Regions from separate parts of the Pan troglodytes genome. Here region 2 is linked to region 1. The links are chromatin contacts, called in public Hi-C maps. All regions are on one chromosome and are shown on one strand. The core of a region is the stretch at or near the end of the contact, and the rest is flanking DNA. Distances in the headings are between cores, read along the strand shown.

Region 1 (3,685 bases), core at 1,071-3,570:
GGAGCTTGATTTACATGGGAGCTCCAGGCGTGGAAGAGTGTTCTCCCCGGAATGTGGGGCCAGGCTGTCCCTGCTGGAAGTCTTCCCTGATGTTGCCCTGCTTCTGGAGTCCACAGCCAGCGGTTGAGCCCACAGACCCTTGGCAATGTCACGGCTGGCAGTGAGGCCCCGCCCGTGGTGAGGGAACAGGGCCTAGGGGTTGAATGTGAAGGAGCCAGATAAAGGTGCTTGGGTTGCTGGGTTCACAAGTTGGGCTAACATCGGATGGGAGCCTCCAGAGAGCGGGGAGAACCCACTTATGAAAGCCTGAAGATACAGGCTCTAGTCCGGCCTCTATCGAAGAGTGAAAAATGGCGGGCTCGGCTGACACATTCCTCGCGCTCCAGCTCTGTGGTCTCAGGCCACACCTGTCATGCCTTTCCTCTTCCCCAGCTACCGCACAGCGGGGTGGGAAGCTCTGTCCTAAGCCCTGCCCCAGCAGCATTCATACTGAGGTGCTTCTCTGAGAAATCCTAGCTGGAGATTCTCTCCCTCCCACGCCCTCTCTGCCTTCCTTCCAGCCACACTCTTCTAATTGTTTCTGCACTCTTCCTTCAGAATCGAAGTGAGGTCAGCAAATCGTGACTGAGCACCTGCTCTGTGCAGCGCCCTGCTTTTCCCTTTTGCCTGCAGGCTTTCAAGTTAGGTGTGGAGGCAGTAGTCTAAGATTCCAAGGTCCGTGGTTTCCCTTTGGGCCACAAGGGTAAGAAATCTGCTTCCAGTGGTCTCCGAGGACGGCCCATGGAGGACCATGGGGGATGGACGCAGCAGCACAATCACAAGACGCCCCTTCTGACCTGAAGGGTGGCCCGCCGGAGGGATGACCAGCCGGGGGTCAGGCACGTCCTGTGTGCCTTGGCTGGCTCCTGCCATCTGGCGACTCTGGCATCGTGATGAGCGTGGGGTCCACGTGGACGCAGCTCTGAGTTTGTCTGAGGGCAGGGAGGCCTCACGCTGCCCAGGGTAGGGTTACAGGAGGCTTGAAGGGGAGGGGCTTAGAGGACCCTGCGGGATTAGTTGGGAAGACCCAACCAGGAGGTGTATGCAGGGGGGAAATGTCAGGTGGTCCCCACCACCCACCTCACCAGTCCCGCGGGGAGGTATGGGCTTCCCCAGGCCTCCAGCTGCCCCCAGCCTGAGGATGTCTGCAAACTGCTCCAAAGTTTGAGTTGCAGTAACAGTGGTCCTCATTCACTGAGGAGTCCCCAAGGCCAGGCACTATCTAAGTCAGGCCCTTTTGTAAACCCCTCAGTGAGATGTCAATGCCCACATTTTATAGACGGGGAAAAGAGGAGCTCGGCTGGAAACTGTGCCCCGGGAACGCAGAGCATCCCGGGAGCCCGCCCCAGAGGAAGCCTGATTAGCAGCCTGGGGTGGCAGGAGGGGGTCCTGGCCGGGCGGAGGCGGTCGCCTTAGCAAAGCCCTTCAGGCCCTGTCCTCCTTGAATGGGGCTATTTGTCCGTGAACCCATAATATCGGAGCAGACTGAACTTCCTGGCAAACTTTTTGGCAGTCTTTCCCTAATGGAATCTCCAGAGAGAAGAAGTCCCCTGTCCTCCTGGCGTCACTCGTAACCTCCGGCCTGCTCCGCTCCAGGCTGTGCCCAGGGCGCCCTGCCCAGGGAGCTTGTTTGCTCTGGCAGACAGGGAGCCCATTCAGGCCCTCGGTGGCACCCGGTGAGTCTGGCCCGGAGGCCTGGCTGGGCTCCGGCTGGCTCAGGGGGACCTGGCGGGGCCTCCAGAAGCCTCCTTTGGCTCGGGTGGGGCGGGGGCGCTGACTTGACTCTGGCCCATGAGAACGACTGACTTTACAGTTCCGTCTTGCTCCATAAACCAGAAAGCCACTTCCAGCTGGTGGTATGAAGTCTGGTGGGCGGGTGTCTGGTGCCATCCTGTCCGGGCAGGGAGGGGTCCAGCCTGTGGTCTGTCGCAGGCCGATTTTACAGGCCGCCCGTCACCCGGAGCGGGAGCTCTGGCCGTGTCCACAGGGATAATATTTGTTGTACCTGCTCCCGACTTGGGACGCCCACAGCTTCCCAGCTTAGCATTTTAATTACGCTGCCATCAGAGAGCTTTCTTTTTCTACAAATAGGGGGTGCCTAGACTTTTATTTTTCAAAGGGTGGGAAACACTAGGTTAAGCTTAAACCACATCTGATTATGAAGAGGCTGTGAGTGATTCCACAGCCAGCCGCCACCCAGACTGCCCTGGGTGAGGGCGGCAGCGAGGGCTCTGGCCCGGAGCTCCCCCAGGGTCCCCAGTTCCAGCTCTGAAACAGCGAGAGAGCTTGCGGCCTGGGCTGGCCCCGCACGGGGACAGCAGGCCCACCTGCGGGAACACGGGCAGCTTCGCCGCGCTCCTGACTTCTTGCCTTGTTGGCTGAGCGGTTCACGAATAGCTGAAGGCTGGGATGTTTAAATATTAAAAATGCTTAGCTAAATAAGCTGGCCTGTTTGGTTTTGCTGATAGTCACAGTCTACCCACAGAGCCCTTTCAAACCTCGTCAGTGTTTTGGAAAGTGGATAAGGGACTCATTCAGTGAGGCTCAGGTTTACCCTGAGCCAGGAATGAAGCATGTATTTCATGAAATAAGGACTAGCCTGAGACCACACACAGAGGCGGCTGAACTCCAGCGGCCTCCCTCCCCTCCTTCCCCTCTCCCCCCCAACCTCCTCCTCCCTCTCTTCCTCCCCTTCTCCCTTTTCTCTCTCTCTCTCTCCCTGGCCCTGACAAACCGGCCATGACTGACACCAGGAAACCCGTAATCGGCGTCAGAGGGGGGTTTCCAGGGCTTAGGGGGCCCTTTGTTATCCTGGAGCTGATGAAAAAATGGATTACGACAGTGTGTGCAGCCCATACTAAAGAGAGCTCACAAAAAAGCCAGGGCCACCTCAACACGGCTTCTCAGAGAAGAAAACGTTGCAGCCAAATGGAATGGTTGAAATCACCTTTGTGTGGGAGGAAAGAAAAAAAAAAACACCTCACACATTTTCCCCAAGAATAAGGCTGGTTTTGTCACAACTTGCCCCTAGTTCAGCGGGTCTGGTAGATGCCCCCACCCACCGGACCCTGCGTCCCCAGCACAGCCTGAGGAGCCTGGCCGGCCTGGCTGCATGGAGCAGTTGCTTATGTCAAATCCATCACTGTGGGACACGGGGGAAACATGAGGTTATTAGGAGGAGGCTTCTTCGAGGACACACTGGGGCCACGTTACTTGCCCTCTCCTTGCCATCGCCCTCCCTGACTACAAACTTCAAGCCCAGCGAACTGCCTCTGACTGGGCGCTGTTTGAAGTTTGGGAGATGTGAGGCTTTCTTTTTTTCTTTTTGAACTTTTATTTCAAAGTAGGCTCCCGTCTATTCAGGGAGAATGAGGCACTTAAATTCAAGAAATATTTATGGTGCTTCCTAGGTACAATGAACCAGGGTAAATTTTGCGGGGGGAAGGGTGAGGGCAGGGACTGGGCAGGGTGACAGGGGCACAGCCTAGCCCCGGCAGCCCCCAGGGCCTATTGAAATGCTGTAGGGGGCTCCTTATTAAAGGAACATTACCCCAAATCTGCAGCGCATGCCGACATCAGCACTGCATCTGGCTGGCAAAGCTAGCAACGATGTGTCCTGGCTCTTGTTTTCCTTGCCATCCGCTCC
Region 2 (3,462 bases), core at 529-3,028, 530 kb after region 1:
AGGCCACTTCAAGGCCCTGTACTTAATTTTGTGTTTGCAGTTTTGAGTTGCTAAAGAAGCTCCCCCCTCCCCCTTCACTCTGAAAGCTGCCTAAGTCCTAGGCCACACAAAACTAGTGTCCACTCTTGAGTATCAGCCTTGGCCACCACTCAGCAGGAGCATGTAGCCAAGTGTGCTTCCATGAGGGTCTTCATTTTAACTAGAAAAAGCAAACTCCTCAAGTTCTGCTGGAATTTTCCTAGCAACTGTATATTGTGGGCCATTTAAATGCCCTTTGTCAGCTGTTTCTCTTTTTTCTTATCCCCCTTTCTCCCTCATATTCTAGACCCCTCTATTTGGAGATTATGTATACCTTCCTGTTCGTAACCCCACTCACATTTATAGATAAACAGGGCCCTTTGATATGACACCAAAAGACAGGGGGAAGTGTTTCGAAGGGAAATGTTGGGTTTTTCGTTGTTGTTGTTGTTACAACTATTGTGACTTTTAGAATCCATGGTCAGCCAATATGCATTTGAGTCCATTTTTGACTGAAGTCACTGGTATGAAAATGACCTTCTGGACCAGCCAAATTCACAGGGCTGCCCCCCTTCTAATGCTTAATTACTTAACGTGTCTCAAACACATACATTCTGGAAACTCAAATGACTCTGCTCAAGAATGGCTATGTCATCTTTGTGGGAGGGAGATCCCAAAACTCCTAGGATGATTATTATTATTTAATAACACATGGGGCACCTCTTCTACCCCCGCCCCGCCCCCCCCCCCCCCCCCCCCGCCCCCAACACACACACACCTAATCACACTGTCAGCCCAGAATGAAGTGAGAAGAGTCTGGCTTTATTTCAAGACCAGCTAGTCAGCTCTTCAGAGCTGCAGTAAATGTTCTCACTCCCTCTACCCTGCCCTTGTATCTGTAATTCATCTTTATTCATAATGTGGCCCATTTAAAGACGCAGCGTGTGAAACACCGTCTACCAGCGGCGGGGTTGAGCAGATAAAATGTCAGACATTGTAGCGGGGGCGCTCCCGAATAGAACGCTTCAGTCTTGAGCGAGAGCAGGGTTATCAGCGCGACCCACCAGCTCCTAGGTTTAGGCCAGTCACCCAAGGCCGCCTGGCACAGGACGGCACAGTAGGTGGGAGCATTTGGGTGGCATACCCCAGAAACCACAGGAATCAGAAGAGAAAGGGAGCAAATGTCAATCCGTGATTCTTCGGACCAGCTACCAATCTTGGTTTCCAAGGGACGCCACCTTGGTCTCTTTCAGAAGAAACGGCTTCCGAGGGACCGACAGGAATCCGCACACATCTCGTGCTGAAATTTCCCCGGGAAGGCGCTGTGATCTGTCCGGTTTTCCTGCTCCCCGCCTCCCTGGCGGCCCGTAGGCCTGTCATCTAGAAGGCTCCCAGCTTTTCCGCGCTTCCGTGGGAATGCGAGAAGGAAAGCCTTTGAGAATGCAAGCATGAAAGGTGGTGTTCTTCTGCAGTCCTCTGGGAACCCCCCACTTCCCGGAGCGCTGAGGATGCTAAAAGGAGCTTCCTTGCTTCCCCACACCTCCCCCGACCGGCATTGGGACAAGATGGCCAAATGTTAGCAAATAATGTTTGCGGGGGCGGGGGAGCCGAGCACAAGGTGGAGAAGCCGCGGGAGCGCGCGGAGACCCCCAGCCCGGCGGCCCCCAGCAAACACGGCCGCGGGGGGCGGGGAGAGGGTGGCTAGGTTCGCGGGAGCTCGCCGGGCAGGGCGCCTCCCAGGAAGGCGGGGAGGGGAGCGCCTGTTTACCCAGGAGGGCTGTGCTGATAGCACGTTCCTCGAGTTTACTTTGCTTTCCTTGAGTTTATTGTAAAGGGGTAAAGTTTTCGGATCCGTCACGTGACCCTGACAGGTCCTGCCTATGGCGCGGCAGACCACCCACGCCGAGGGCCATGGAACTGCTTAATAGAAACAGGCTTGTAATTGTGAGTCCGCGCTGCACTCCGCCGAAAGCCTCCGGCGGCCCAGCGCGCCGGGGTTTTTACACTTTCCGTTCCTTTTGTAAAGACGGAGGAGGAGAAGAAGAAGAAAACGGAGGAGAAGAAAAAGACGACAGGGGAGACAAAGAGACCCGCAGCGACAAGGCAAGGGGGAGACGAGGGAAGACTGGGAGAAGACGGAGGAGCGGAGGACGAGGAAAGGGGGGCCAGGGAAAAAAAAGGAATTGATGTGAAATCCAAGCCCAGCGTCCGCGCCATCGGCACCCGCGCTCCGAGCAGGGGTTGACGGCCGGCTATGGTGAGTGCAGCCAGCGCGGCGGCCGCCGACGCCACCTCGCCCTCGCGCGCCGTGCTCCTCGGGCGGCGCGGGGACACGGGGACGCGGGACGCCCCGCGCGGCGGACGGAGGAGCGAGCCCCGAGCGCCGGGCAGGAGGGGCGGGCCGCGCGCAGGGGCCGTGGGGCCGGGTGGGCTGCGCCGCCTGGGCGCGGGAGCGCGGGTCCCGCGCCTCCACGCTCGCTCGCACGCCCGGGCCCCCGCCCCCGAGGCCAGCCCCGCGTGGCGGGGAGGGGGCTGGCCGCGGCGGGCCCCGGCTGAGGAACGGCTCCGGGGGGAATTCTCACGGAGGGGGTCGCCGGAGCTCCCATTTTCACGCCTGAAAGGGTCGCCACCTTGGCTTCCGCTCATCAGCCTGGTGGTGGCTACTGACTCGCCAGCGGAGGCAGAGCTGGTGATGGAAGGGCTGGTGCGGAGAGTGACAGCGCCGAGGGGAGGGGGCTCAGAGCGCGCGCGCGGAAGCCGCTGCCGCCAGCTCGCGGGAGCAGCCGCAGCCGCAGGGAAGGGCACGCTCGCGCCCCGCAGACCCGCTCTCGAGCCCGCACGCACGCCTAGGGGTGCGGGACACCCGGGCTAGAAGAGACGCACCTTACCCACCTCCCCTCCCATGCTGCGGGAAAAGGGCCAGAGAGGCTTTTGGAGTTCTGGAAGGGGCGGTGGGTAAGAGAGGTGGTGTGTGTGACTCTTATGCCCACCGATTCAGGCGCTTGGGTGGCTGCCACCCTTACAGAGATGGGCGACCAGCCCAGTGCTTAGAGTGCAGAGTGCGGCCTCAGGGGAGCCCGGGGGCGGGCCGGACCGATTCTCACTTTACAGGCCCGGGCCCAGCGCTGAACCCCAAGACCCCCAGAAACTGTGCCTCTGGGTGACATGCGCTGTGTCTCCACGTATTTAGTACGTTCATGTTTAAAATGATGCTAGCGTGTGGATGAGCACACTCTCAGGGAAACTGATCTGTTTCCATCACCTAAGAAGAACCATATGGGTGGGTGGCTGTGGAAGACACCCACAGACCTGTTTTCCTGCACCTGGGAGAGAAGACCGTCTTCCTCCCTTTTTATCCTTTCTTCCTCCCTGGGGAGGAGAAATACAAAAGAACTAGACATAAATAATAAAGAGCCACAATGGGTGGCTCTAAATATTTGATAA

Evidence for each region. A called contact is a pair of places that touch in the nucleus more often than the background predicts.
Region 2: a contact with region 1 is called in a Hi-C map of stem cell-derived neural progenitor cells, with 3 times the contacts expected there. The contact joins the promoter of PTCH1 here to the enhancer-like site in region 1. A contact is called at or near these places in 1 of 7 Hi-C or Micro-C datasets (stem cell-derived neural progenitor cells) and 1 of 1 datasets of contacts at active chromatin or transcription factors (stem cell-derived excitatory neurons).

What each region holds. Positions count from the first base shown.
Region 1 is chr11:42,460,656-42,464,340 of NHGRI_mPanTro3-v2.0_pri, forward strand. No RefSeq gene overlaps it. Among named protein-coding and RNA genes, the nearest start is that of ERCC6L2, 170 kb to the right of the region's middle. Within about 2 kb of position 2,321, at least 12 of the 24 cell types and tissues checked have an H3K27ac peak or open chromatin away from gene starts, as enhancers often do. A contact at or near this core is called in stem cell-derived excitatory neurons and stem cell-derived neural progenitor cells, where this site is marked.
Region 2 is chr11:42,986,418-42,989,879 of NHGRI_mPanTro3-v2.0_pri, forward strand. It overlaps PTCH1 (patched 1), which reads left to right and starts at 1,779. Exons shown (of 24, transcript XM_016961227.4): 1 at 1,779-2,275. The coding sequence starts at 2,273.